Regions from separate parts of the Mus musculus genome. Here all the other regions are linked to region 2. Evidence: chromatin contacts called from public promoter capture Hi-C data. All regions are on one chromosome and are shown on one strand. Each heading gives the region's core, a stretch centred on a gene start, on an enhancer-like site or on the middle of the called end of the contact. The rest is flanking DNA. Distances are from core to core; before and after follow the strand shown. Region 1 holds the start of Nfkbiz (nuclear factor of kappa light polypeptide gene enhancer in B cells inhibitor, zeta). Region 2 holds the start of Cblb (Casitas B-lineage lymphoma b). Region 3 holds the start of Pcnp (PEST proteolytic signal containing nuclear protein). Region 4 holds the start of Cep97 (centrosomal protein 97).

The links. Promoter capture Hi-C pulls out the DNA fragments that hold promoters and counts their contacts.
Region 1: a contact with region 2 is called in a promoter capture Hi-C map of pre-B cells. The contact joins the promoter of Nfkbiz here to the promoter of Cblb in region 2. A contact is called at or near these places in 2 of 39 promoter capture datasets (cranial neural crest and pre-B cells) and 1 of 484 Hi-C or Micro-C datasets (embryonic stem cells).
Region 3: a promoter capture Hi-C map of pre-B cells shows a contact between it and region 2. The contact joins the promoter of Pcnp here to the promoter of Cblb in region 2. A contact is called at or near these places in 2 of 39 promoter capture datasets (cranial neural crest and pre-B cells).
Region 4: a promoter capture Hi-C map of pre-B cells shows a contact between it and region 2. The contact joins the promoter of Cep97 here to the promoter of Cblb in region 2. A contact is called at or near these places in 2 of 39 promoter capture datasets (the C10 cell line and pre-B cells) and 1 of 484 Hi-C or Micro-C datasets (B cells).

Annotation. Positions count from the first base shown.
Region 1 is chr16:55,819,641-55,826,383 of GRCm38.p6, forward strand. It overlaps Nfkbiz (nuclear factor of kappa light polypeptide gene enhancer in B cells inhibitor, zeta), which reads right to left and starts at 2,498. Exons shown (of 12, transcript NM_001159394.1): 1 at 2,128-2,498; 2 at 1-66. The coding sequence starts at 2,413.
Region 2 is chr16:52,026,757-52,034,120 of GRCm38.p6, forward strand. It overlaps Cblb (Casitas B-lineage lymphoma b), which reads left to right and starts at 4,793. Exons shown (of 18, transcript NM_001033238.1): 1 at 4,793-4,929; 2 at 6,253-6,434. The coding sequence starts at 6,267.
Region 3 is chr16:56,025,574-56,032,422 of GRCm38.p6, forward strand. It overlaps Pcnp (PEST proteolytic signal containing nuclear protein), which reads right to left and starts at 4,144. Exons shown (of 5, transcript NM_001024622.2): 1 at 4,030-4,144. The coding sequence starts at 4,093.
Region 4 is chr16:55,932,755-55,939,302 of GRCm38.p6, forward strand. Cep97 (centrosomal protein 97) reads right to left here and starts at 2,094. Exons shown (of 11, transcript NM_028815.4): 1 at 1,999-2,094. The coding sequence starts at 2,041.

The sequences.
Region 1 (6,743 bases), core at 1,248-3,747, 3.8 Mb after region 2:
AGTTCTTCACGCGAACACCTTGAAAGGGGCCTCTCTGCTGCCTGCCAACCCCCATGTGGGGCTCAACTGTTCAGAAGGACAAGTCTCAATTACATCTCTTCACAGACATGAATCCCGACTGTTCCCGCACCCCTTCCAAGACTGCAGCCTGGTGGATAAAGCCCTCAAGCAGCAAATTGCAAAGTTTTCCCATGCTCAAAGCCTTTCCAACATCCTGGGTCAATGGATTCCTATTATCTATATCGAGTACTTCTCAAGGGGGTCTGTGTTGGCTGATCCTCCAACCAGGCACCCTAAGGAATTAAAGCACTCTCAAATGTGGCAGAGGATCCTTGGGCCCAACAAAGAAAGCCTCTCTGTCTCTCACTACTATTTACTCATGAAATAGGAACAGAGCTTTAGCCAAGATCGGAGACTTATACATAACTATTCTTGACTTTGAGAAGTCCTTGGAGCAGAATGAGGCATTTGTAGTTTTTAAAACAAGGTCTTTTATGTTCATATAGAAATTATAAAGTACCTGTATGCCATTCACCTAACTTCCTCTAAAGTTCTCAAGGCACCAAGGCAAACTTTAAGTCAGCAATAGGGACTTAAGATTTCTTAGTATTCCCTTCATTAATTTGTACCAAGAAAGCTGCTTAAATTCACTTAGCACATTTCCACACACACACACACACAGGATTTCCCCCTCACTTACGTACATGGGCGTTCTAAGTAAAACGGAAACAGGCCTGTTCACCTTAGAACTTCAGAAGGCAGTTTTAGAATTTACTGAGTGCCACAACTATGTAACAAGTTCTTGTCCATGAATTGAACATATTTGGAACATAAAGAGGAAAACGAACGGAGAACAAAGCATAATTTGGCTATCTGTGCCACAAGTGTGACATAGAGACAGTGACGAGGGCAAATAAAATGATTAAATAGCCTTTCTATTCAAGTTCAGGAATTCCCACAAACACCCCAATGGCCAGACTCTAACAGCACTCCTCTGGAGTGACAAGAGTTAAAACTTCCATGCCCACGTCATAGGGAGAAGAAAACGCACTTTCAGGAATCTCCCATGGCTTGTGTGGTAAACCAAGAACTAGAAACAATCGATGGGTTCAGCCAGATGTCCACGGGCCTACAAACTTCAGAAAGGGCTGTCAAAGCACGCACACCGCGCTTTTCAGGGAGCTGTGGGCAACACTGTGGCTTAAGGCACAGTGTTTTAAATCAAAAAATAACTTTTTAAAAATAAAAGACAACCAAAGCTTATGAGTAGCCAGTGTTAAGGAACAGCAAGGGGTCATTCTTTAAAATAATTGCGATGAGAAGCTCCAACAACTGAGAAAATTTAGGCGGTGTTTAAATCTACCCACAGCTGCATCCTGTTTCTCCCTCCCCCACCCCCCCAAATTATGCAACTCGGTTCGTGAAGAAAGGAAACCATACAACCCGCAGCTAAAGAAAGGGCTTCGCTAGATGTAACTTTTCCATTCTCAAGCACACAGAGAAAATCAGAATTCTGAGCAGGCCTCTGAACCGCCAACATCGTAAACTAAGCGCAGAACACTAAATCACTTTTCTGAACCAGGCTTTCCTCTACGTCCCGAAAAGTGGGTTTTCTTTGATTCATCCCTACAAATAGATTAGGAATACGGGTGTCTTAAAAATCCAGTTCCCAACGCTTTACCCTCTGCCACTGCTTCTCACTGAAAGAGTTACAAGAAGGAAACTACATCTCTCTCCATCAGCTCCAAAAACCTCATAATAGTGTTATAATTTCTCAGAGGTTCTTGAATTCGGAGGTCGGGGGAGAAGTGAAAAGGGAAAAGGTTATGAGATGGAAGAAAAGAGAATCCGAGGCTCTCAAGTTCTTTTCCAGGAAGCCAGCGCGCTAGCCCTCAGGGTCCCTTGGGCGCTGGACTCCGCAGAGGTCTAGGCAAGGACAACGTGCCAGAATCAGGACAAGGCATCTAATCACTCATGACTATTCGCGTCTGTCCGGCCGCTAAGGAAGTCACAGGGGCCGCTTAACGTCTCGACTATGGGGGGGGGGGGGGGTGGAGGGAAGTCCCTCCCCATCCTCCCAGCGTGTGAACCCCGAATAGAGGGGCAAGGAATCTCGCGGGTGGGTACCTTGAGGGCGCTCGGCGCGGGCGCCACCTCTGGGACGGGACTCCACGGCCCCGCAGGAGGACACGGAGGAAGTGGAGGAGAAATCGGAGGAGTCGGAGCCGGGCGAGCCGGGCGCGGAGGGCACGGCGGACAGGTAGCCGGTGTCGCCGGCGCCGGGGGCGGAAGGAGGCGAGGCGCCGTAGAAGTAAGCCAGGTTGAGCGGGCTGGTCATGAGGCCGCAGTCGCCGGCCGCGTCCAGCAGCCCCTCTCCGCCGCGGCTGTCGTCCAGCAGCTTGTCCACGATCATGCTCCCAGGCTAGGCGCTCGGGGTCCCCAGACACCTGCGCCACCGGATGGCTACGCGGTTGGCTGCGGCAGAGCGACTAGTACGTGCGCGCCCGGAGGGGACCGGGCTATTTAAATGAACTGACCTCCTCCTCCGCGCTCCGCCCGGTGAGGCGGCGCCTGGGCTGCCTCCCGCCCCGCCTCCGGATGTGTCTAGTTTCCAGTAAAATGCCCGGGATGAGGCAATGTGCCCTCCGCCCTCGCCCCGCCCCGCCCGGGCCGACCGGTTGTTTTCCGGCGGCTCACCTGGAAACCCCGGCTAGCACCCGCGCCCCGAACCCCCGTCGGGGCCAGCTCCAAGTTTCCCCGGTTGGCCTTCGCTGGACGCACCGCATCCCCAGGGGCCCGGGGTCCGCGGCAACCGCTGTCTGCGCAGGGGCTGCGATGCCCGGGGGCGAGCGGGAGCCCCGGGCTGCTGCAAGAACAGGTCCGCCCAGTTCGGGGAGTGGGAAGCCAGAGCGGTGCGTGCAGAGTTCAGTCTCCTCCCTTGCCTCCAACATTTAGCCCGCCTCCAAACCTGGAAGCGGTTGCCCGCGGACTTTCTGGCCTGGACTCAATTTCAGAGCTCTTGCAGTTTCTCTAACTTCATATCTGGGCCATAAGCAATCTTTTTTTTTTTTTTAGTACAGTATTAGAATAAACAGCAATGACTACCCTTTCGTATCCTTCAATACTAGAAAAAAGCTTCTAGCAAAATGATGAATACGCATATATGCGTGTATATTCTTTGTATGTTTTATATTATTTTTTACGTATTATGTAACGTTTTATTCTGCACAACTTGACCTAGTCCTGATAAACACAGGGATTTTGATGCCTCTACCTTGAATACTTTTTTCAATGTTTATACTTCCGCCGCAAATCCAACTAGCGAACCGTCAAGGGAAGTTTATTTTTAAGGGAGAGAAAGAATGAATGATTAAGTCTAAATTTTCAAGTAACATCTTAACACGTGGGGATAAGGTATACACACACCGATGAAAAGAAACTGACTATGATTAAACATCGTGAGAGGTACAAAGTTCAGTGAACAGCCTAAAAAGAGACTTTCTTGTGGAGAGGGGGAGAAGGGGGAAGTCTTCGCAAAGAATGAGATGAGCCCTAAAGGATGGCCCTAAAGCGTTTGCAGGAAAATCATCTGCCAAGAATTAAGGCCAGGAGTCAGGGAAGAATCCGCAGTGCCTTTTAGGACTGCCAAAGGGAAAATAGCATAAATGTGAAAGGTAACCTGAGCGGAGCACCTACAGGGACCAGCGAAGTTACTAGAACTTTAACGTGAGGGAATCTGAAGCTGGCAGAAATGAAACAGTTTTAGAGAAGATGAGACTGAGGGGAGTCCTAGTGGCCTAAGAAGAAGGAAAAAAAAAGTGACCTAGAAGAAGAGATAGTGGCAAAGAGGTAAGTAGAAATAACTAGATCATTACGTAAGTAAATGGCTCTGCTAGGCAGAATCCACAAATCTAGCATTGCTGACGGGGGTAAGCAGCAGGCAGCCCACAGGTGCTACAGGGCTAGGCAGGTGTGGAGCATGACTAAAAGCACAGCTAAAATTAATATCAATGACGCCTTGCCGTTCGCACAGCTGCTTGTTTTCTGGAAATAAACAAATATGGGGAGGTGAGGGGATTTGATTCCCCTAATTGTTAGCTGTTAGGCTCTTGTTCTGTGCGCAGGCAGCCTTGAGAGAAAAGAACTGTCAAACCACATTCAACACTCCAGAGAGCTACATGGCGGCTGTAGCTTCTAAAACACTACTCCAGCTTCTGAAGATGCAGCCTCAGAGCCACACTTCTCCCCCACCCCCACCCCCACCCAGGAACCCTTCCCACTCCGGCCAGATTGAAGGCCTGTCCCCTGGTGGTAGTCTAGGAGAGACTGCTGCAACTGCTGCAGATGGAACACTGTTGTGATTGGTGTAAATACAGCCCTTCCTTCGCCTGAAGGTCATAGGTGACTAGTACAAACACTTCTTTTCTGGCTTATACTAGAAGCAGACTGCCTGGCCCACGAGGGCCGCTAGCAGACATCCTGCAGTTCTTCCCACCCCCCACTGTTTCAATGGCCCAATTAAGGGCTCTTGAATAAAGTTGCCTCCTTTTCTGTGTGATTAACTTTTAAGTTAGCATACCAAAACCAATGCGTGCCACTGTGGCATTTTTATATGTATTTGTCATTATGATCTGTTCCTTCCCCAACTCATCTCCTTCCCCCACTAGCTGCTCCCTGTCCCCACCAGTTAGATAACCTTCTAGAACACACGTTTTAACCCTCTGCTTCCATCGTCTTCTCTCTACCCTCCTTTCAGATCTTTGTCTCCTCTCTACACACATTCGCAAACTACACACACACACCACACACACGTGAACTGTCACAGTGATTAAAACCCTCATTTGTCTAACGTGGGTCTGACGCTGTTCTAAAGATAAAGATGAGACGACTTGTGGCCTTTTAGGCTCAGATGCACACCGTCTGCATCTAAGGACAATGGAAAAGATGAAAATAATGTATCCTAGAACTCTGTGACTCGTGGAAAGGAGAAATCTCTTCCAAAGTGACCTGAAGACACCCTGGCAGTACAGGTGTTAATAATTTACTTTATTGTGTTTCATACGGCTGAACAGTTTGAACTGTTTTATGGTACAGGTAATGTTGTAACACCATTGTCAGAGCTCTAAAAATGGAACAGAATTCTTTAAGTGTAAATGTAATGAACTTTCTTAATACCGTAAATAGTTTAGAACAGCATTTCCTATTTGAAATGGAGACACCAGTATCTAAGAGGGTGAGCTACTATACTGTATTGGCAGAAGTAAGCAGGCAAGAAGGCAGGAATGGCTGCTCATTGATTTGCTGACAGGAAGGGGAGGGAAATGGGGGGGGGGGGGATGACTGCACTGCCACTTTCAAATGACCGGGCACCTCAGCAAGCAGCTCTTGTGAAGAATTCTGCTTCCACCTGAGAGGACAGTTCTACAGACTGCTCCTGCTACTTGGTCTCCCTCGCCTGATATCAGTCCAGCAGATTACAGGAGTGTGTAACTACAGATGCAGCTGGCGTTGAGACATCTGAAATGTACACTCACCGTTTTGAATCTTAACTTAAGGCTAGGGGAACAAAATCGTATGTTTCACTCAAGGACGTCTTAGACAGAATCATGATTCTAAATTTTATTCATACTGATCCCTGAAATATTACATTAATATCACATTAATTTTCTGTGTGAAGAGACATACATAGATGTTTGTGCAGTACCTTGAGGTACGATAATTGTCTTTAAGGAGAGTGCTTTGGGCTGCAGAGATGGCTCAGTGGTTAAGAACACTGACTGCTCTTCCAGAGATCTCTGAGTTCAATTCCCAGCTTACAACCATCTGCAACGGGGTTTGATGCCCTCTTCTGGTGTGTCTGAAGAGAGCGATGGTGTACTCATATACATAAAATAGATGAATAAAGCTTTAAAAGAAAAAAAAAAGAGTGCTTTGAAAAACAAAATCGTACTTTGCTCACCAGGGTGGAGTAGGGGTTGCTATTTGTTCTAATCAAACACTGGGCTGTAAGCTGAGCCACTGTCAGAAAATACCAATTTCATGTGAAAGGCAACCTAGATATTCTGATTTCTTTTTAATTACAAAGTAAATCTGCTCTCTCAAGAAGAATAGCTATCAGTATTTGTTGACAATGAAAGAATTTAAGGTTTTTAATGAAAAAGTAAACTTTGAGGCAATTTCTGTCAGGTCACCTGAGCTGGATAGCCCCCTGATTGGTACATAAAGACTTCTGTGATGAGGCCAGTATGAGGTTATCCACAAATATAATTTTTAAATTAATGAAACATACATGTGTGTATATCGTTATACCCGTGATAAAGCATTAGAGAACCTACATCACTCAATTAACTATATGTTCCAGATGAACAATGCAAGACATTAAGAAAAATCAACTATGGGTAAAAGAACTATTAAAGTTCAAGCCAGACCAATGGATTTAATGAATCAAAACATAAAAGTTAGCTGGGGTCTCAGAATGTAGCTCAGTCATAGCTTGTTTCTGTATAGCACACACATACACACACACACACACACACACACACACATGCACACACTTTCACATTTGTGTCATTAAACTGGTGAAAAAGGAGCCAGATATCCGGTTCCTCAGAAAATTGGACATAGTACTACCGGAGGATCCCGCAATACCTCTCCTGGGCATATATCCAGAAGATGTTCCAATTGGTAAGAAGGATGCATGCTCCACTATGTTCATAGCAGCCTCATTTATAATAGCCAGAAGC
Region 2 (7,364 bases), core at 3,543-6,042:
GCATTCTAATTAAGGCCAAATTAGGACTCGGAGTCAGGCTATATTTTTTTTTCTCCATTTATTAGCATCCATCTCTTTCAGTTGTTGCTGTGTATTAAAGAAGGAATAGACATGCAGCCTTTTAGCAAGCAAAGGCATGTTGAGTCCAAATATAGCTACATCATATGGCTCTTGTTTCTAGTTGTGTGGTCTCTCTCTGAGATTAGCATATTTTTATGGTATTCTGTTTTTTTTCTGTCAGGATACCCACTAGAAATAAACTCTGAAAGGTTTGCAGGTTGATTAAGAGCACCTTGCTGGAATTTTGAATTGAGTTCTCTGTCTTGTAAAACTACAATTGTCATGTGTTTCCCTATATGACATTCTAAAGTGGCTCACTCAGTTGACAGTTTTTCACCTAAAACTCCGTTAAACATGTTATAGATGTTCAGTTGGTGACTCAACAAAGGTTGTAGAGATCACTTGTCACTATGATGAAATAGAAAAAGAAAAGAAATTGGAATGTTTTCCTTAGACAGTTGTCAATTTTTTAATTGGATATTTTATTTATTTATATTTCAAATGTTATCCCCTTTCCCAATTTCCCCCCTTCCCATTCCTCCTCCCCCTGCTTCTGTGGGGATGTTTCTCCACTCACCTACCCACTCCTGCTTCCCCGCCCTCCATTCCCCTACACTGGGGCATCTATTGAGCCTTCGTAGGATGAAGACCTCTCCTCCATTGATGCCTGATAAGGTCATCCTCTGCTACATATGCAGCTGGACCCATGTGTACTCCTTGGTTTATGGCTTAGTCTCTGGAAGCTCTGTGGGGGTGGGGAGTCTGGTTGGTTGATATTGTTGTTCTTCCTATGTTATCTTTGATTTTCCCCCGTTAAACATTAGCTATATTTAAAGTCGGTCATATAATTGGTGTTTTTCCATGGACACTAACCTATTAGCATATGCTAATACTAAATTATCAGTGCTGACATTGAAAGTATTCATCATGGTTTCTAAACTTTCTGAAAATGCTGTGACATAAAGCCTTACATGTTCTTTTGCCAGCATGCTGGCTAGATTTTTTTTTTTCCAACTTGATACAAGCTCCAGTCATTTGGAAAGAGAGATTTTTAACTGAAGGATTACCCACATCAGATTGTCTGTATGCAACTCTTCGGGGATATTTTCTTGTTTAATAATTGATGGAGGAGGGCCCAGCCCACTATGGGCAGTGCCACCAGGAGGTCCTGGGTGGTATAAGTGAGCAGACTGAGCAAGCTCTGAGAATCAACCAGAGCAGACTTCTTCCATGGTCTCTCCCTTGGCTTCTTTCAAAGATAGACTGTGGTTTGTGCATGCAAAGCAAACAAACCCTTTTACCCCCAAGTTGGTTTTGCTCATGGTCTTTATCACAGCAATAGAAAAGCAAACCAAAAGAGCCCGTTGAGCTGTATCCTTCACCTATTTGGCCACTCTTGATACTGGCAGCACCTTTTAGCTAGGAACCCCACTGTTTCTCAAATCCCTCAGTGACACTACATTCACTTCAAAGTGTCTAGGGCTGGAGGCTGCCTTGTTTGGTAAAAATAAGCATATTATTCCCTCCACCAAGCCTGTTAGCTTGGAATATTACTGCTTAGACACAACATTTCACAAAGTCTACTTAGACAACATTGGTGCCTTTATTTATTAGTGCAGTCTTTGACTGAGGAATGCTTTCATGCTTCAGTTTTTTTTCCCAGCAGTCTTTATTCCTCCTGATAACAGAAACAAGGACTGATGACCTCCTAGCTAACCAGACTTCACCAAACACCAAGTCCTAATTTGAGCTCAGCTAGGATCCATGTTATATCTTAACTTAATTAGATATGAGATGGCTTTGATAAACAGAGTTCATACATTCCAATGTGTGAGTGTGTGTGTGTATGTGTGTGTGTGTGTGTGTGTGTGTGTGTTTGTCGTACATCTATGCCTTCCCGATGGGAGGCTTCTATTTCAGTTTTGAAGCTCGATGATTGTGATGGCCAATGTTGGTTCTCAACTAACTTGATCGTATCTTCTATGATTAAAATGCAAGCTTTGGGAGACTCATGTAATGAATTACTTTGAAGATTTATTTTATGTGTACAACTATTGTGTTGCATGAGTGTATGTGTACCACGTACACACTTTGTGCCCACAGAGGTTAGAAGAAGACATTGGATATCCTAGAAGTGGAGTTATGGATAGTTGTAAGCTACCACGTGAGTGCCTAGAACTGAACCAAAATCCTCTGCAAGAACAAGTGCTCTTAACCGTTGCGCCATCTCTCCATCCTGTGAGGTATTTTTCTCATTAGACTATTTGAAGTGGGAGGAACCATCCTACGTGTAGGCTGTTAAAAACTTTGCTTTTTGCACATAGGCCTTTATTCTTGCTGGTGGGTCCTCCAGTCTGTTGCTGCAGCACCCCTTTTCTAACATCAGAGCCAGCTTCCTCCATTTTCTAACACAGATTGCCTAACAGCAGCTCTCCAGGAACTGTCAGACCTTTAGCACCAGATTGGGATTAATGAGACATCAGCCTTGTGGGCTGAGAAACTCTTGGATTCTCAGCCTCTGAGTGTGAGAAAGAATTTGTCTGACTACCCAGACCACATAATGTGAGTCAGTCTAATAAATAGCCTTTTACATATATGTATGTTGTGTTATATATTATAATACACACACACACACACACACACACACACACACACACACACACACACATATATCTTATCACTTCTGCTCCTTTAGAGAACCTCAACTAACAGATTTTTATTTTTGTCAGCCTACATAAACACTATCTTAGACCAGTTTTTAGTTGCTTTGGTTAGAAAAGTTTGGCAGCCCCAGAGATATTTGTTATACCTGTGTCCCAGCCAGAGCAGAGGAGCAGAACATAATGAGGCTTGTCACTGTATCTCCATGATGCACTTTGCTCCGCAGGCCATTCTATTTTTTTAGTGTCATTGCCTTCAGCAAACTGCAGTTCAAAAGGAACTGTATTGTATATGTATTTTGTTCCATTTTACATTTATTCAAATATGAAGATAAGCAACACATTTAATTATACAGTATAAGGTTGGGCATAGCAAAATCTTCTACACATAGTGCCAGTTTCTTTTGGAATTGACTTTAAAGGTGCATTTTATACACATAGAGGATGTAACCACAGAGTTCTTTTTAAATACTGTCTCCACTTAGCAACCATAGCTACTGTTACAAGCAATAAGGGAGATATGGAGGGGCTATGGAGAAGCCTGCACCATCTACATATATAAAACAAGAAACTACTTTTTAATTATTAGTACAGAAATAATGAAAGAAAATATTACTTCCAGACTTGTACTTTACTGCCTGATTGCCTAAAGGGTCACATTTTGGTTGTTTCCATTACATGAAAATCATAACAATCTGAATTTAGGATTGCAGGACATTCTATGACCACTCAGGAGCCTTCACAGTAATAATTGTAGCACTAAAATACTTATTAGGGATTGGCAGAACCACTGAGACACATTTATCAGGATAGTTGGTTAGAAAATGCTTATATGTATGTATGTATGTATGTACATATGTATGCTTATGCATGTATGCACGTATGACATTTTTAAAAAGTGCAAAGTATTACACCCAGGAGCTCAAGGTGTGAGGTGTATCCATACTACCAATGACAGAGGAAATCACTCCCAGGTATGTAAACCTGGGGCAAATGGTACGAGCATGGTGAACCAAATAGAGAGAATCATGGAACTTGTCTAATGTGTGATTCTGATGACAGAAGGGCCCTGGCATTTCACTGTAAGCGTTACCAGACTGTTTTCTTTTACACGGCTATCAAGGACGGAGCCCAGAAAGAGACGAACACTGGAAGAGGATGGCAGAAACAGGGTTGTCATTAAAATGAAGATTCATCTACATAGAAGAAAAGTGACTCTGGCAAAAATCCAACAGCAGAGTTCTTTACTGGAATCCAGGGGAAAACTTGTTTGGAATATAAAGGTGTCAAACAGATTAGTAATCCCCATTGTGTGGAGTTTTTACTGTCCTGGGACGATTTACAGAGACTATTTAGCTGAGAGTTGTCAAGTATTTGCTTTCTCATCAGCCTGATGTTTGATCTGGAATCCTTCTAGAACTAATAGTAAAAGGGAAACATTTCAGAAATTTAGGAAGTTTTAGTTGGCACTCGGGTTTTACTCCTAGCCTACTCTATGTGAGGGTAACCTTCATCTTAGGAGCTATGGGACTGCTGCTCTTTATTTGACAGTCAACAAGAAACATGGTCTTGGACCTATTTGGCTGCTCTCCTGGGTAGCAGTTTGGCAGCCCTAGGGAGATGAATTTCTTAAGCCTGGGACCCGCCCAGAGCTGAAAAGCAGCACCACCCTGGCAGCCTCTACTCTGTTGCTATGAAACAAAGACTAGGAAGGTGAGTGAGGCAGGAAGTCCCGCCTTTTAGCCCCAGTTGGCTTAGACTCCCGCTCGGGGCGCTCACGCCCACCTGCGCACCCCTCATTGGTTAGCTCCCCGGCGCCTTGCTGCTACTTTTTCAGTTCCTTTCCTCGTTCCACTTTTGTTCCAGGCTAGCCTAGGTCCATTTCCCAACGAGTTCTTCTCCAAGTGGGACGCAGTGGAGTGGGCCTTCCTCTGGGGCCATTGTGTACCGTGGAGGACGTGGACTGGGGGGTAGCGCGGGAGGAGCGTCTCGTCCCGCCCATTGGCTCCGCCCGCTGTCTGGCAGAAAGCAGCCTCTCAGGATTGGTTCGAAGACTCAAGGCTCCGCCTTAGCTCCGCCCCACGCCTTGGTCTCCGGGGATGGCTCAGGGGTGGGGTGGCCAGTGAGTGGTCTCCTCCTCCGGCGGGCGCTGCGGCGGCCTCCCGAGTGTGGCGCGGGACTGCCGGGCGGGCGTGGAGCTTTTTGCACGGTAATTGCCGCGTCCCCGCGTCTCGGTGTTCCTAGATCTCGGTGGCTCCTTCCCCGGAGCGCTCTCCTAGGGCGATTCCACAGAGTCCCCACCCGAGCCACCCCAGCCAGGGCAGCGTGTGTGTGTGGAGTGGGACCCGCGATCACGCGTGGCTCGGGACGGCCGCGGTGACCCGAGTAGAGGAAGGAATGGGTCATCCCGGGGTTGGACGTCTCTTGCTGGCTCGGGGGCCCTGCAGCTGGGCGCGGGCCATCAGGGAGAGGGGACAGCCCTAGCTTCCAGCTGCTGTCGCCGCTGCGGGCCTGAGCCAAGTGGGGATTTAAACAGCAGTCCCTGGCTGGCCCGGGGCCCGGGAGGGAGCGGACTCTGGCTGATCGCCGCCGGTGGGAGGTGCGTGCTACTGGCGCTAGATCGGGCAGGCTGTGGGATTGGGAAGCCAGGACGGGGTCTAGGGCTACTTTATCTTTGCTGAGTTCCTCGTCTCTTTCCCAGACCCCTGAGTGGCGGGCTAGAGGCCCGAGCCTGGAAAGGGTACAGACGTTCTGAAACAAAGCTTTGGACCACTTGATACCGGGTAGGCAGAAGAGGGACCACCGGAGAAGTGAACTCCGCGGTGCGTGCCCGCCCTTGCCGGGTTCTCACCGCTTTTTAAGAAGGGGTTGCTTGTTGGTTTGTTTATTTGGCTCTAGGGAAAAACTACTCACCTCACTGCTTTAAAGAACTATTTGTGTGTCCGCAGCTGCTGGCTTTTGCGGGGGGGGGGGGTGTTGGGGGAATGGAGAGGGGACGCGCGCGCGCGGGGCGCGCGGGGGGGGTATCCAAGTCCTCCGCCTTTGTTGACAAGAGACGTGTCCCTTTTGCGTGTGTGGAGTACTTTGCATTTATGTAATAACTTGGCGAAATCAAACAGCGTGAAGGAGGCTACTGAAGTGAGGCTCCCAACGTGAATTTTAGGAGTTGCAGCTCTAGTATTTCGAATCTGGATTACAGCAGAAGGGGGGGGGGGGACGACATTGTGTTCTTACCTGTTAAAAGTTGTTTTGTTGATGATGTTGAGCTGTAGCTTCATAGAACACGGGCAGAGGATGCATCTTTAACTTTTAGTATTGTAAGAGCAAATCTTGTGTCATGGCTCCTAACTTGGAGGATGCCCTTACTCAGGGTTACTAAAAAGTTGAATCTGGGACCCTGGGCTTTGTCACAGAGACAGCGGAGAATATCATTAATGGGTACAAGTGAGCCTGTTCAGTTCAGGTTCCTGTTGGGGAAATACTTTCATATCCAGCTAACTTTTCCTCTCTTGAAATTCTATCTTGCAAAAAGGACTAAGATTCCAGATGGCAAATTCTATGAATGGCAGAAATCCTGGTGGTCGAGGAGGAAACCCCCGCAAAGGTCGCATTTTGGGGATTATTGATGCTATTCAGGATGCAGTCGGACCCCCAAAGCAAGCTGCAGCTGACCGCAGGACTGTGGAGAAGACTTGGAAACTCATGGACAAAGTGGTGAGTTCAGTCAGTGTGTGTACACGGCCCTCAGCACCCTGAATGCGATTTCTTCGGGTTTTATTTATATGTATGGCTAATAATCACTATTATGGTGATGAGCTTTGTATTTAGGTTGGGCCATTTTTCTTCAACTCTGTGTTTGCAAAAGTTGAATTCAGAGGAAAGACTTTTATTTTTTTATTACTCTTTCTAACTTATTATCTTGCTTTTCAAGTTCCAGAGCCCCTGGGTATTACTCCAATATGCAGTTTATACCATTGGCTACTTTTGCTGGGTGTATAGTATGGTTTGGAAGTTTGCTTAGTCTTATGTGGAGTTGCCTTGCTACTAGATAATATAAGGCTAACAAGTGAACAATAGGCTCTGCTGGAGCACACTTAGGACAAGCACATGGGTGATGTTGAAACCTTTACTGGGGAAAGAACCAGAACTCCAGGGAGGATTCAGTATTGAAGAGTTTGATTTTTATCCCTGTAAACTCATCTTTATTAAGAAAATATATACATATATACATATATATGTATACATATATATGTATGTATATATATATATATATATATATATAGTCTTTACTGTTCAGGACATCGGTACAGTTTCTTTCATCTATGATTCCATTTTGAAACAGGGAACCTTTTTGGTTGTGCGTTGTTTATTGTGAAAGGAAAATGTATGCTGGAGGCTGTGTGGGGCTGAGAGTGTCAGAAACTTCTGTGGTTTTTTTTTTTTTTTTTTTTTTTTTGTTGCTTTTAGATGAGCTCTAGTTTCACAGGAAGAAACCAAACTGGATGGCAGTTCTCAGTCCAGTTATAAGGGCAGTGTGCATACCTCCCAGGGCCCTGCTGGAAAAGCTAGCTGTCTGAGGAGGCTTGGGACACAGATGTGTTGGTGTCCTTCTCGGCACACATTCATAACTTTATGATGTTGAGA
Region 3 (6,849 bases), core at 2,894-5,393, 4.0 Mb after region 2:
CAAGACTACAAATCTAGATCCTTGCAGTTTGGTAATAACACACCTTTAGATCAATTAGTCCTTTGTGGCACTACCAAGGATTGAACACAGGGCCTTGTGTAACCTAAGTATTTAAGTACTATAAGTGACCTATATGCCTGAATAGTTTTCTCATTTCCAGACAAAGTCTAGCTATATTGCCCAAAGCCAGGCATTCCTGTAACTTGCACATATCCTGCTCCGTCTCCAGGGTACCTAGGTTCATGGCTTGAGTATCTGCTTTGGAACCGATTGCATAAATAAGCTACTTTCTTTGGATTAGGGCTCTAGTTCAGATATTTCCATAAGGCAAAGGTAGCACTGAATAGTTTCCGGAGGTGCCATTCAGTTGTTTATATGTAAGAGTATCTGAATTAAAAGAATGAAAGACTACGCTCCAGTAACTGAGAATCCGATTTAAAATAGATTTTCTTAAGCTGGCAGTGGGTCTAGACTTGGAATCCCAGCACTGAGGTGATCAAATCAGGAGCCTTGTCTGAGAACACCACGGACTAAAGGACATTCTGGACAGCTTGGACACTGGCCTGTGCGTTTTACTTGCAATCTTAATCAAGCATATTTAAGCAGGAACTGGCATCAACCATTGTATTCTGTACTCTTACATGGAGACATAAAAGCAGTTATCAGTAGATGGCTCAGCAGTTAAGAGAGCTTACCCATCTTCCAGAGGACCCTAGTTAGAGCCCCAGCACCCACAACACCAGGCAGCTCACAATTCCTGGAACTCCAGCTCTGGGGGACCCAACTCTTCCAGCCTTCCTGGGCACCTGTATTTATGTGTACACACCCACACACGGACATGTGATTAAAAATAATTTTGTGTACCAGGTGTGGTGGTGCATGCCTTTAATCTCAGCACTTGAGAGGCAGAGGCAGGAGGATTTCCCTGAGTTCCAGGTTAGCCAGAATTAGACCGGGAGATCCTGTCTTAAAAACAACAAAAATAATTTTAAGCAATCTTTAAAATAATTCCACGAATGTATTTAGATAGCATCTTCTGTTCACAAGATACGGAGAGCAGGGAGTGAAGAAGGGGGGCACAGTACTGGCTTCATCTCTTAGTATAAGCAGGTTCAAGGTGGCACCCAGGCTAGTCATTTTGTCTTCATGTAACCCTCTTAGCAATTATGTAGCAAAATACACAAAGCATTTTAAGAAAAAAGCAAATAAAGCAATGAACTAAAATGGGAAAACAGCAGACAAATATATTACTGATTGTTAATAAACTATTTGTAATTCTAAATATGGGCCACTAGAAAATTCTTTCAAGAAAATTTGAGTGTTAAGACCTATCACTGAATATTAACACTTAATTCATAAGTACCAAATGTTCTTTAAACTCAAACTAATTGAGCATTTGGAACTTTTAATCAAGGATCTCTACTTTGGATTTATTGAGACATTTTGTTTGTTTGTGTTTTGTGGACTGAGTATCACTATGGAATCCTGGGAAGTCTGAACTTCACTATGTAAGGTAGCCCAGGAGGACCTCAAACCCCTACCTGGAACTCCCAAGGGATACTCCTGCTTCCACATCCCAACTGCTGGAATTCAGCACTATGCTTACTAAGACATTTTGTATTTTAGAACTGTGGGCGAAAAAATGTTGAATGACTGTTGACTAATACTGTGAATATCTTTAGTAGTATGAATTATAATGAATAAATGAACAAGCATTTGTGAATAAGAACATCCTTTGTTTTTTTAAAAAAATAATTTATTTTTATTTTCTATACAATGGTGTTTGCCTGAATGTATGTCTGTTTGGACATGTCAGATCTTGAAATTCCAGACAGCTGTGAGATGCCATATAGGTGCTGGGATTTGAACCCAGGTCCTCTGGAAGAGCATTTGCTGCTCTTAATCACTGGGCCATCTCTCCAGCCTCTGCCCTTTCAATTTGTAAGTCATCATTACACAAATTGTTAGCTTTTAGATAAAAAAATATTTTAGCAAAGCCTTCTGTTTATGTGTAAGTTAATATCAATTAAACCAAACCTACTACAATTATTCTCTTTCCCTGACTAGCTGAGATGGGACAACTCCACAAAGGTACCATTCCTGAGTCATGTGCATTCTGGTACCTTGTCTGGGGGAAAAGAAAAAACCAAAACAAAAAACCCCCCAAAACCAAGGACTGCAGTAGCTCTCTGACAGGACAGGTAGTCCATGAGTCCTGTTCTGACACAGGAAATATACACATCACTGAAGTGGCTCTTGGCGTAACCCTTGATAGCTTGAAATGGCTGTGATTACACATTAAGTTGCTTGTCTCTAAATCTAAGTTTCTACTTAAGTTAAAGAGCTACACAGGGGATCGTCTCCCTACTAAAATAGAGCACGGTCGTGAGGCCCAACCCTAGCATAAATGGGGCCTTGGGTTCAACCTCCAGGATCAATAACGAGGTTGAATGAGTAGGGAAACTACTCGTATTTCCAACACCGTGGGCTGTCTCACAGAAGAAAGGTTGCCAAGTCTAGACAAAGTTTTCCAAGAGAGCTGAACACTTGCCTGAAGCTTATCAATTCAATCCTACCTATGGGCGAAATGTTTCAGTTAAGAAACTCTGCATGACCCCTGTATGTCTGATATTAAAGTGAGCTTTACGAAATCAGGCAAATTATGAAGAAAAGGGCTGCTATTTTAAGTTACCAACATAAAATAATCAATGTAACCCCAACACTGTTAAGATGGAAATATTATTCACAGGACAGAATGTCCCTCAACTGAAAGGGTGGCAAGTACACTGCATACATACACACGAATTTCTTTAGACGTTTAAGGTACATTTTAGCAGTACCTTAAAACGATGTTCTCAGTCAAGGCAAAAGGACCTTAAGTTCAAGGCCACCCCAAGATACTTTAGGCTATAGTTTTTCCTCAAACTACTTTTAACATATAGAAGGTCTAAAGTAAGAACTAAAATCATTAGCTATTTTACTAGTTTATTTTTAAAAAAAAACAAAATGAGGAAGAGACCTGAGAAAGTGGCCGTGGCTTGTAATTCCAGTACTCAGGAAGCCAGAGCTAAATGAGCTCCTAGCTCAAACCGGGGGTGGGGTGGGGGCGGGGGTGTTCGGCAATTAACAAACTTGGTAGACCCTACTTTTGGCCTTTATGCGATACTGAACCTATATGTTCTCACATTTAAGTATTTCAAGGATAAGCCCGAAGAAAGCCAGAACAGTGAAAGGCTAAAACATTCTAAGCATGTGCTAATTATCCTTCCGACAAAAGGGCGTAGGGGAAAAGAGACTACGCATTTCTTTTCCTTTATGTACACCATCAAAAATTACGGGGGTAGGAGGAACGAAAAGATAGCTATAATCTGAGTTTAATTTCGCGACAAATTACAGGAAGATCACACCTTCCTACCACGCCAACGAAATATCTGACATAGACTCCGCTGCTGGCAGCCTAAGAAAGATACCGGAAAGAAAGCGAATCAAACCCTAATTTCAAGCGTTTGCTGCTTGAGCCAGATTCCCCTCTCCCCTGCATCGCCTCGACTTATGCCATCGCAGGGTTTATAAATGTTATGTCTGAAAATACAGCAGAGAGTGGGCTGGGGTCTTCCACCTCCGCAGCGAAAAAGAGAGCATCAACCCTCGTTACGTGTAACCGAGAGGCCGGCGACCTCGGAAAGCCGGCATGCGGCCAGTGCCCGCGGCGGCTCGGCGCTCGTGCGGCGGCCTGAGTGCGCAGCGGGCCCTGAGCTCTCTGCTGTTCGGACTCCCGGGCCAAGCTCCCACCTCCCTTCGCACCGCCCGGTGGTAACCGGCGGCCTCTCTGATTAGGCGACGCGGACCTCGATCTCCCCCGCGGGCCACACCGGGCGTGCCCGGCACTCATCAGGGCCCAGCCCCTGGCCGGGCGAGCGCCAGCTCCGCCGGCTCCTGCGATGCCGGAAAGCCCCCCAACCCGCCCTGGGAACCCCAAAGAAAGGCCGGAGTAGCCCCCGTAGCCCGCGACGCTGGGGTTGTGTTCACCTCCGGCGGCTCCGGCTCGCTGCGGCTTCTCTGGCTTCTCCTCTCCCGCCTTCCCGTCCGCCATCTTCCTCGCCGCGGCCTCCCCCTGCAGCCCGGGCAAGAACGTCACGGCCCCGCCCAGCAACCACAAAGCTTCGGGCGGGCCAGCGAGGCCGCAGCCTAGAGAGGACCTGGAACCCGAGACGGGGACGGATGTGACGTCGTTGGCTGGAACGAGGTGTGTGGTGACGGCTATGGAGGACTGGGCGGTGGGATGGCACGTCCGGGTTAGTACGGACTCACCGATCGTGGAACGGTGGGTTCAATCCTAGGTGCTTCCACGCTCAGCGGTGGTCGCGGCTGGTCCTTCATTTTACGGGATAGGGCTGTGTTCTTACAGAGAAACGTCAGCAGTTAACGGACGCTGTCTTAGTGTTGACACCGTCCAGTGCGGTCCGGTGTGCAATTATCGTTTCCATTTGTGCAATGACACCGAAAAGAGACTTATGGAAGATCACGTCGTAGAGCCTTACGGAAATTGGGGCGGAAGAAATTTCCGCGGCTTTTGCATTCGTGAAAAATTCAGCGTGAGAGTTGTAGCAAGCAAGCAAACATTAAAAGCAGAAATAGGTATACGTGGAGGTCAAGGGCGCTTCCTGCTGTTTCAGAGGACAGTTCAATTCCCAGTTGGGTGGTCTACAGTTAACTGATAACTCCAGTTCCAGAAATCCGACTACTAAGAGTTCACACTCACTTGCATATATTCAAACACCTGTTTAAAAAAAAATACATAAAAAACAAACAAAATCCCCGGCTACACTCCGAAGGGCAGGAGCTGTCTTTCTTACGGAGAAGGGTAGTTTGCTCTACTGCAGTTTGGAGATGTCGGCTTTGTATCTACCCTATTCCACTCATCCCTTCTCTAATAACGTTTAAAATACGCCCCAGCCCAGCTTCAACGTTCGGAATTGCTTTGAATTAGAAGTTATTCACTTCTTGGTGTTTTTCAAGGAGTTTTCTTTACTCCTATAAAACTGTCTGGAGTAAAACTGTCTGCTGGTTAAATCGCCCTATTCTTTCAAGGTAAAAGTATCCGACAGAGTTTTATCATAAAAGCTAGTGCCAGTCTTGTCTCTTAACCTTCATGGACACAATGAACAGCACAAGAGTTGTCTTGTAGCGTTCCCTGCCTCTGTGCTAGCACCAGCACTTGTCTTATACTCAACAGTAAAATACAGGACTCGTCTCTTCCAGATTGGAAACACCTGTTAAGTCCTGCCTCTCCTAGAAACCTTTAGTAGATTCATTTAGTGTCAATGAAATCCATGCATCAAGTATGCTACAGCCTCATCTGTTTCTTACTTCTTTTTCTCTATACTCATTCCTCTGCCCAAATTTGGTCAATTCCTAGCCTGTAATATACACCCAGTATTAGAGAATATAGTTCATTCTGTCCTCCAAGCAACATTGAGTGTTGCTGTCCACAGACCTGCTTTTACTTCTCCATAAAATATCAGTGGACTGTTGGTTGTACCTCAGTTGGCCAAGTGATTGCCTAACGTGCAAAACCCATGGTGGGTTTCATCTCCAACACTGCATAATGAAGTGGTGGCACATATGTCTAATTCCAGTACTTGGGAAGTGGAGATAGGATCAGCCTGGGGTATGGGAGACCCTGTATCCAAATAAATGCTAGTACCCCTTCAACAGGTGATCATGGGATAAAGGTATCATCCTTAGCTACACAGCCATTTCAGTACCTGCCTGAGCTCCATGAGGGCCTACCCCCAAACTAAAACAACAGAACAGAGAAACATGGATGTTGGTAACAGTGGCTATACTGAATCATCCGGTTATCTCAAGATCAGAGTTTGGATCCCTAGTATTCACATAAAGCTGGGGTGCCAGTCATCCTAGTGCCAGAGAGGGAGAGGCTGAGACAGGAGGTCCCCTGGGGTTTGCTGGCCAGCCAGTCCAGCCAAGTCGGCCACCTCCAGGTTGTATCAAAAGTTAAAGTGGCACCAGGGATGGTGGCCATGCCTTTAATCTCACTCAGGTGGATCTTAAAGGCAGCTTAGTCTACATAGTGAAAACACAACTCAAGATAACTAAGACAGTCCAACGACACATGTGTGCATACCCACATGTACACACACATCAGCATATAGGCACAAAAAATTAAAACTAAAAAGCAGCCACATTTCATAGCACCTTGTATTGGTGGTTACCTACACGAAAGCTGTTCGGTATCTGTGAATGAATAACTCAGGCTTCAAGTAGAGATGGGGAGCACTTACCCATTCAGTTCACTGTTTAGCACATAATTATATGTAAGTGACCAGGAAACTGTCGTATAGTAGTATTTAACTCCTGCTTGGTTCACCATGTCTCCTATATGGCTTTAGAGGATAGTATTTACGATTCTCACATTTCTTGTGCCATTAATACCAGCACTTGGGAGGCAGAGGTATGTGGGTGTCAGTGAGCTCAAAGCCAAAGATATACCACAGACCCTTTCTCGGGGAGGGGATATTATGTATCACTCTAGATTGCTGTTTCCTCATGTAAACTTGGCGGCCTCCAATGTGCTGTTAAGCTGAGACCTCGATTCCCAGCAAAGACCCCAAAACCCAAACCATGTGGCTGGGAACAGAAACATGGCTGGGCCATCAGAAACCAGGTTCAGTTCCCATAAACCATGTTGGACATCTTACAACTTACTTGTAACTATAGCAAGGGATATGATGTTTCCTTCTGGTCTCATGGGTACTCACATACACAATACATTCACACAAGCAAGTACACATTAAAGTAAATAAAAACAGGGCCGGAGAGATGGCT
Region 4 (6,548 bases), core at 844-3,343, 3.9 Mb after region 2:
CTTAGCCTCTCCCCTCTCCATTTCTTCTTTGAGTTAACTTTTCTATTCTACAAGACATAGATGACAGCCAGGCGATTTTTAAAGTGCCAACCTCTCTTCACTTTCAAGGTCAGCTCCGTCTATCTAGTGAGTTCTGGGACAACCAGAGCTACATACTGAGACCCCCCTGTCTTGAAAAAACAAAACAAAACAAAACAGCTAGGCAGTGGTGGCCTTTAATCCCAGCACTCCGTGGCAAAGGCATCTCCTTGAGTTCAAGGCCAGATTAGTTTTCTGAACCAGTTCCAGGACAGCCAGGGCTACACAGAGAAATCCTGTCTTGAAAAACAATGGGCTGGAGAGATGGCTCAGCCGTTAAGAGCACTGGCTGCTCGTCCAGGTTCTGAGTTCAATTCCCAGCAACCACTTGGTGGTTCACAACCATCTGTAATGAGGATCTGATGCCCTCTTCTGGTGTGTCTGAAGACAGTGACAGTGTACTCACATACATAAAGTAAATAAATCTTAAAAAAAAAAAAGGCTGGAGAGATGGCTCAGAGTGGTTAAGAGCACTGACTGCTCTTCTAGGGGTCCTGAGTTCAATTCCCAGCAACCACATGGTGGCTAACAACCATCTGATGACCTCTTATGGTGTGTCTGAAGGCAGCTACAGTGTACTCATATAAATAAATAAATCTTTTTTAAAAACTATAAAGTTGTTTTTTTTAAAAAAAAAAAAAAAAAGTGGATGAGCCACGTGCACAGCACAGCTCACACCTTTAATCCCAGCACTGGAGAGGCAAAAGCAAGAGGATTTCTTTGAGTTTTTGATCAGTCACAGCTACATAATGAGACCATGGCTTTGAAAAGAAAAAAGAAAAAGAGTGAGAATATAATATAAACATTGTTCTACATAAAAACATGAGATAATGGGAGAAAGGCATCCAAAATATCATCTGGCTCTTTGGGGGCGGGGAGAATGGCTCTGTAAGTGCTTATTGCTGCTGTTCTCGGTGAGCTAGGAAGGTTGAGAAAAGAAGCTATCAGAGTGGGCGGGGCCTGAGTAACTGCCAATTTCAATTTTTCGATCAGACTGGAGCTACCTTGGGATGTAATTTTTCGGTTCTGCGCTCCTAGAGGGTTTCAATGCTTTTCGGTTTTCTTATCACGTGAGGCGTCGTGAGCCCCTTCTTCGAGATGAAAACTAGACTGTCCTGGAAAAGCGCACCTAGCGTCCGCACACAATTCCTAAGTGTCGACACATGTTTTAGCCGAACTCCTTCCCGTAGGAACTCAAGGGTCTCCGGGTTATGAGCCTCAACTCTACCTACCCTGCTCTGCCCCAATCGGGCCAGCTGCTACCACGCCTCAGAGTGTAACCAAAACAAAAGCTCTGAGGTCGGCGCCCCACGGAGGCATCTCCCAAGCACAGGCGCACCCCCCAACCTGGGCTCTGCCAAACAAAGACCAAACTCGACCCCGGGACCCGGCCTGCAGAATGATCGGGGAGCAACGCGTGTCTGGGTCATTCTCAGATTCTACCACGGCTACTGGTCACTTCCAAAGAAGAGTTCAAGCAGACTGTGATGCGGTTTCAGATGAGATGCTTCCTGAACGTTCTCGGACGAGAAGGAGAGGCACGGGAAATAAAAAGGCTGCACTAATTTCCTGTGGGCACTCGGAACTCAAAGTAAACGTCCCAGAAAGGTCACCGCAGTCCGAAGCCCACTGCCCCCAGTCAGGCTAAGGAGAGCGCGGGACAGGGGCGCCGGGCACCGCGAAGGCTCCTGGGGACTGAAGTCCCTCATTCAGCCTTCACAGTAATGTTGCGGGACTGGACCAGACAGCGGGACTACAACTCCCAGTAGGAAGTGCGCCTCCGTGTTGCTTACAGCCCCTCATCAAAAGAACTGGTCCAAAACTGCACCTCTAAACCCAGGCTTTCTCTTTACACCAAGCAACTGTTTAATATGACATACTGAAGTAAACTTTGGAATTTAGGGGTAGGGATCATCGTACCTTCTCCCGGAGCCAGAGCCCCGTCGACTCGCGCCACCGCCATACTTGCCGCTTGCTAATGACACCAGGCAACCGTCTTCTGCCGTTCTGTAGAGCATGTAGTCAGCAGTGGGGCGCTGCAAACTACAACTCCCAGGATGCACAGCACTCACTCGACCCAATTGGCTCCCTGATGGGACTTGCTGGCTACAATGTGGGAGGTAAAGCTTAGAAGACCCGGGTTGACACCTAAAGTTGATCTGGTGAGCAAGCTGTATTGTTAGATAAACCATTTCACTCCAGGGCCAGGTGTTTGAGAAATTCGACACTTTTACCACCTGGCACATTATAAAGACGTTGTTTAAAACTGAATTTGAGAACTCATTGCCAGAAGTCTCTATGGCAGCTACCCATTTTGACAATTCTGAATTAAGTTTAAAAGGTTTTAGCTTCTCTATAGGAATGACAGTGAAATATTTTGACATAGTCAAATGGATACGTTATATTTGCAATTTACCCAATCTTACCTAATTAAATAGATTTAAAGCCTCAGAAACTGATATTTTTGTTTTAAATGGTGGTTCTTACACATTGAACAGTTTGGTCAAGGAGTATATTTGATACATATGTACCCAGAACTTTTTCCAGAGTATTCAAAAAAGTTTAAAATAGTTTCCAGAGTCAGGAATACTTACTTTACCTGGTTGGGAGGGCACAGGCTGATCTTTTTTTGATTTAACTATGAACTCGGTAATCGGGAACTAGAAATTACAATCTTTGGACAAAACTTGACAGGGGAAGTAAAATTAAGCTAGGGTTTACAAGGTAACTCAATCGTACAAAGGGGGCTCCACTTTCTTTCATCAACTGCTCAACGTACTAAAAGCTACTCTTGGTGTTCGAGAAATTCAACACTTTTACCACCTGGCACATTATAAGGACATTGTTTAAAACAAACTGATGTTGAGAACTCATTGCTAGAAGTCTCTATGGCCGCTACCCATTCTGACAAGTCTGAATTAATTTTAAAGGGTTTTAGCTTCTCTATAGAATGACTCGCTATAAGGCTCTCTCTGAAGTCTGAGGATTCCTGTTCAGGAAAATTCAGTAACTTGGTGCTTCTAGCTTTTCAGGCTCAAAATTCTAAGAGCATTTCCTCTTTCCTGGTTCCCTTTGGCATCACTGCCCTTAAAGACCTTTCTGTTTCCCATTGCTTTAGTCTAAAGATACTTTTCTATTTCTGAAGAAACAATAAGAATTCCCCCCTTCATTTTAACCAGTAGACACCTTACTTGGAGAACAGTCTTACAACTTTATATGTCTGAAAACAAAGCAAGCCTGTCGTGGTGGCCCAAATTTTAATCCCATCAGTTGGGAGGAAGACTATATATTGTTAGATATTGGAAGAGGCAAGCAGGAGGATGTCTGTGAGTTCAAGGCCACCTTGGTCTACATAGTGAGTTTAATCATAGCCTGAGCTATGCAACAGAGAGATTCTGTCTAAAAACAAAACAAGTACACATGTACACACACACATCAGACACACACACACACACACACATCAGACACACCGGAAGAGGGCATCAGATCCCATTACAGATGGTTGTGAGCCACCATGTGGTTGCTGGGAAATGAACTCAGGACCTCTGGAAGAGCAGCCAGTGCATAAATTAAAACAATTGGAGAGGATGAAGAGACAGCTTAGCCAGTAGGGGAGTTTGCTGCCAAGACTGATGATCTGAGTTCAAGTCCCATAACCCACACAGTAGAAGATGATCACCCACTCCTGAAAATTGTGAATTGTGTTCTGAGTTCCACATGTGTGCTACCTCATTCATGGAGAGAGAGAGAGAGAGAGAGAGAGAGAGAGAGAGAGAGAGAGAGAATATGTAACTTAGAAAAAGGAAGGGCCAGGAGAGAAGTATGCCAAGTCCAGCCTTGGCCACATAGAGGCACCTTGTCTCAGAAACAAAAACAAACAAACAAAAAAAAAAAACCAAATAACAACATCAGCAAACAAGAATAACCCAGAGAACCCCTCCACAGGGTGATCACATACTGGGGATGACCATGCAGTTGTGTCCGGCTTTTCATCACTGAAGAGTGTTGTCGTTCACAAAGTTCACACGAGAAGCACTCTTGTCTTGTTCACTGTTTTTGGTTTTGGGTTTCTGAAACTGTTAGGGATCAAACTAGGCTCTCTTCATCTGAGGCAAGCACTTAACCACTGAGATACATCCCCAACTCAAAGAAAAAAAATTGTTTTAAACTTTTCTGTATTTTAAGGTTTTTTGTTTGTTTGTTTTTACAGAAGCTTTGCATTTTATGAGGTCTTATTTGTCAATTTTTTAATTAATTTTTTTCTTGGATATTTTCTTTATTTCAAATGTTTTCCCCTTTCCAGGTCTCCCCTTCAGAAACCCCCTATCCCATCTCCTGCTTTTTAGGCTTTTTTGAGACAGGGTTTCTCTGTGTAGCCCTGACTGTCCTGGAACTCACTCTGCAGGCCATGCTGGCATCAAACTCAGAAATCTGCCTGCCTCTGCCTCCCAAGTGCTGGGATTAAAGGTGTGCGCCACCACTGCCCAGCCAAAGGAGGTTTTTCTTCAGAGGAAGAGGAAGGGGCTGGTGAGATGCTCAGATGTTAAAAGCTCTTGTTTTGCTGAGGAACAAGTCCCCGCACCCACACTTCAGTTCCAGGGGATCAGATGTCCTTTTCTGATGTCTACAGGGAACCATGAAAATGCAAAATGCACATATATACATGCCGGCCAAACATTTACACACATAAAATAAAAACAAATATTTATACAAAACTGTTAATGTTTTTAATGAGGAGAATTGTGTCAGATAGTTTGAGTTACAAGAAACAAAAAAGAAAAGAAAGGAAAAAGGACAAGATGCTAAAGAGATGTTTTAATGGTTTAAGAGCACTGGCTGCTCTTCCAGAGGACCAGAGTTCAGCTCCTAGCACCCACATGACAGCTAACAACCATCTGTAACTCCAGTCCCAAAAGATCCAACACCTTCTTGTGGCCTCCATAGGAACTACAAGCATATAGGGCACAGACAGAACACTGATACACATAAAATAAGAATAATAAAATCACACGTGCACACACACACACACACACGAAATGATTTAAGTGTGCTTACAACTTTACATCAGGCTGCATTCACAGCTCTATGACAGCACTTGTGGCTCACTGAACACAGGCAGGCCCCCAACAGTCCTGCTCTTACTTCCTTAATCTCCAATTACTTTTCCCAACACTGCAGCCCCATAAGTGACGCCATGCACCTTCCTCAAGGAAGCAGACCCAACAAGAGGGACGAAGTGGTACATCCTATGATCACTGCACATGAGAGGCAGAAGTAAGCAAAAATCTCTGTCCCAGCCTGGTCTACATAGTAAGTAGCAGAATAGCCAGGGCTACATAGTGAGACTTTGTGTCAAAAAGAAAACAGAAAAGAGAGAAGGGGGGGGGGGAGAAAGTAGACTCAAGGCTTGTTCTCCAGGCTTTACACAGATACACACATGGATGCCTAGTGAGTAAGCGCTTACTGTTTTCACACAAGTCATCGTCTCAGAGGTAGGTCTACTGTATGGCGCCTAGACTGGCCTGGTTAAGTGACATTCAGTATAGCTAAGGGAAGGTAAGGGAATATTTGGTTAGCCTTTGTTTCACCGGATTGTTTGTTTGTTTGTTTGTTTGTTTGTTTGTTTTCCTGTGTTGGTGGTGATCACACCAAGTCCTTAACATCATGGGCAAGCAATTTACCATTGAGCTACATCCTCAGTTTATAGGAAAGGGTTTTTTAAATATTTATTTATCTAATTGTACATGAGTAACACTGTAGCTGTCCTCAGACACACCAAAAGAGGGCATCAGATCTCATTACAGATGGTTGTGAGCCACCATGTGGCTGCTGGGAACTGAACTCAGGACATCTGGAAGAGCAGTCAGTGATCTTAACTGCCAAGCCATCTCTCCAGCCCTATAGGAAACATTTTAAAAACAAAAGTGGAGATGATTATTTCTTATTTTAAGACAATACTTCTTAGTGATAATGATTTCATTACAGGAGCAGTGTTAGTCAGAGGCTGGACAGACAGTTGCTGGACAGATGCCATGGGAGAAGTTCTCTGTGTACATAGTTGTGGTGGTCTCAGTGGAAGCTTTGTGGTCCAGTACAGGACAAAGCAACGAAGGTCCGTTGTGGGGAAATTATGTTCTCTTGTCCAGGGAATGAAATCTTTGACCCGACATTCTAGGTGGACAGTATCAAGCATCTGGCTAACCCTTCAAGAAGGCAAGACCGCCCTTCAGGAACTTAAGCCATACTTAAGGCTTCAGTGAGATAATAATTTAGTGAGATAATTGCTTCCCAGAATTCCCAGCCCCTAGTACTGTTGTACTGTTGCTTACGGAGCACAGCCATGCAGCTGCACAAATGGACATGCTTCTCTGTCTACTTTCTTCTTTCTCTTATCTAAGCATCTTTTTCTAATGCTCTGGGCTTCACTCTTTTCCTAGAGCTCCTCTCCCTTCTATATGGGTGCTCATCTG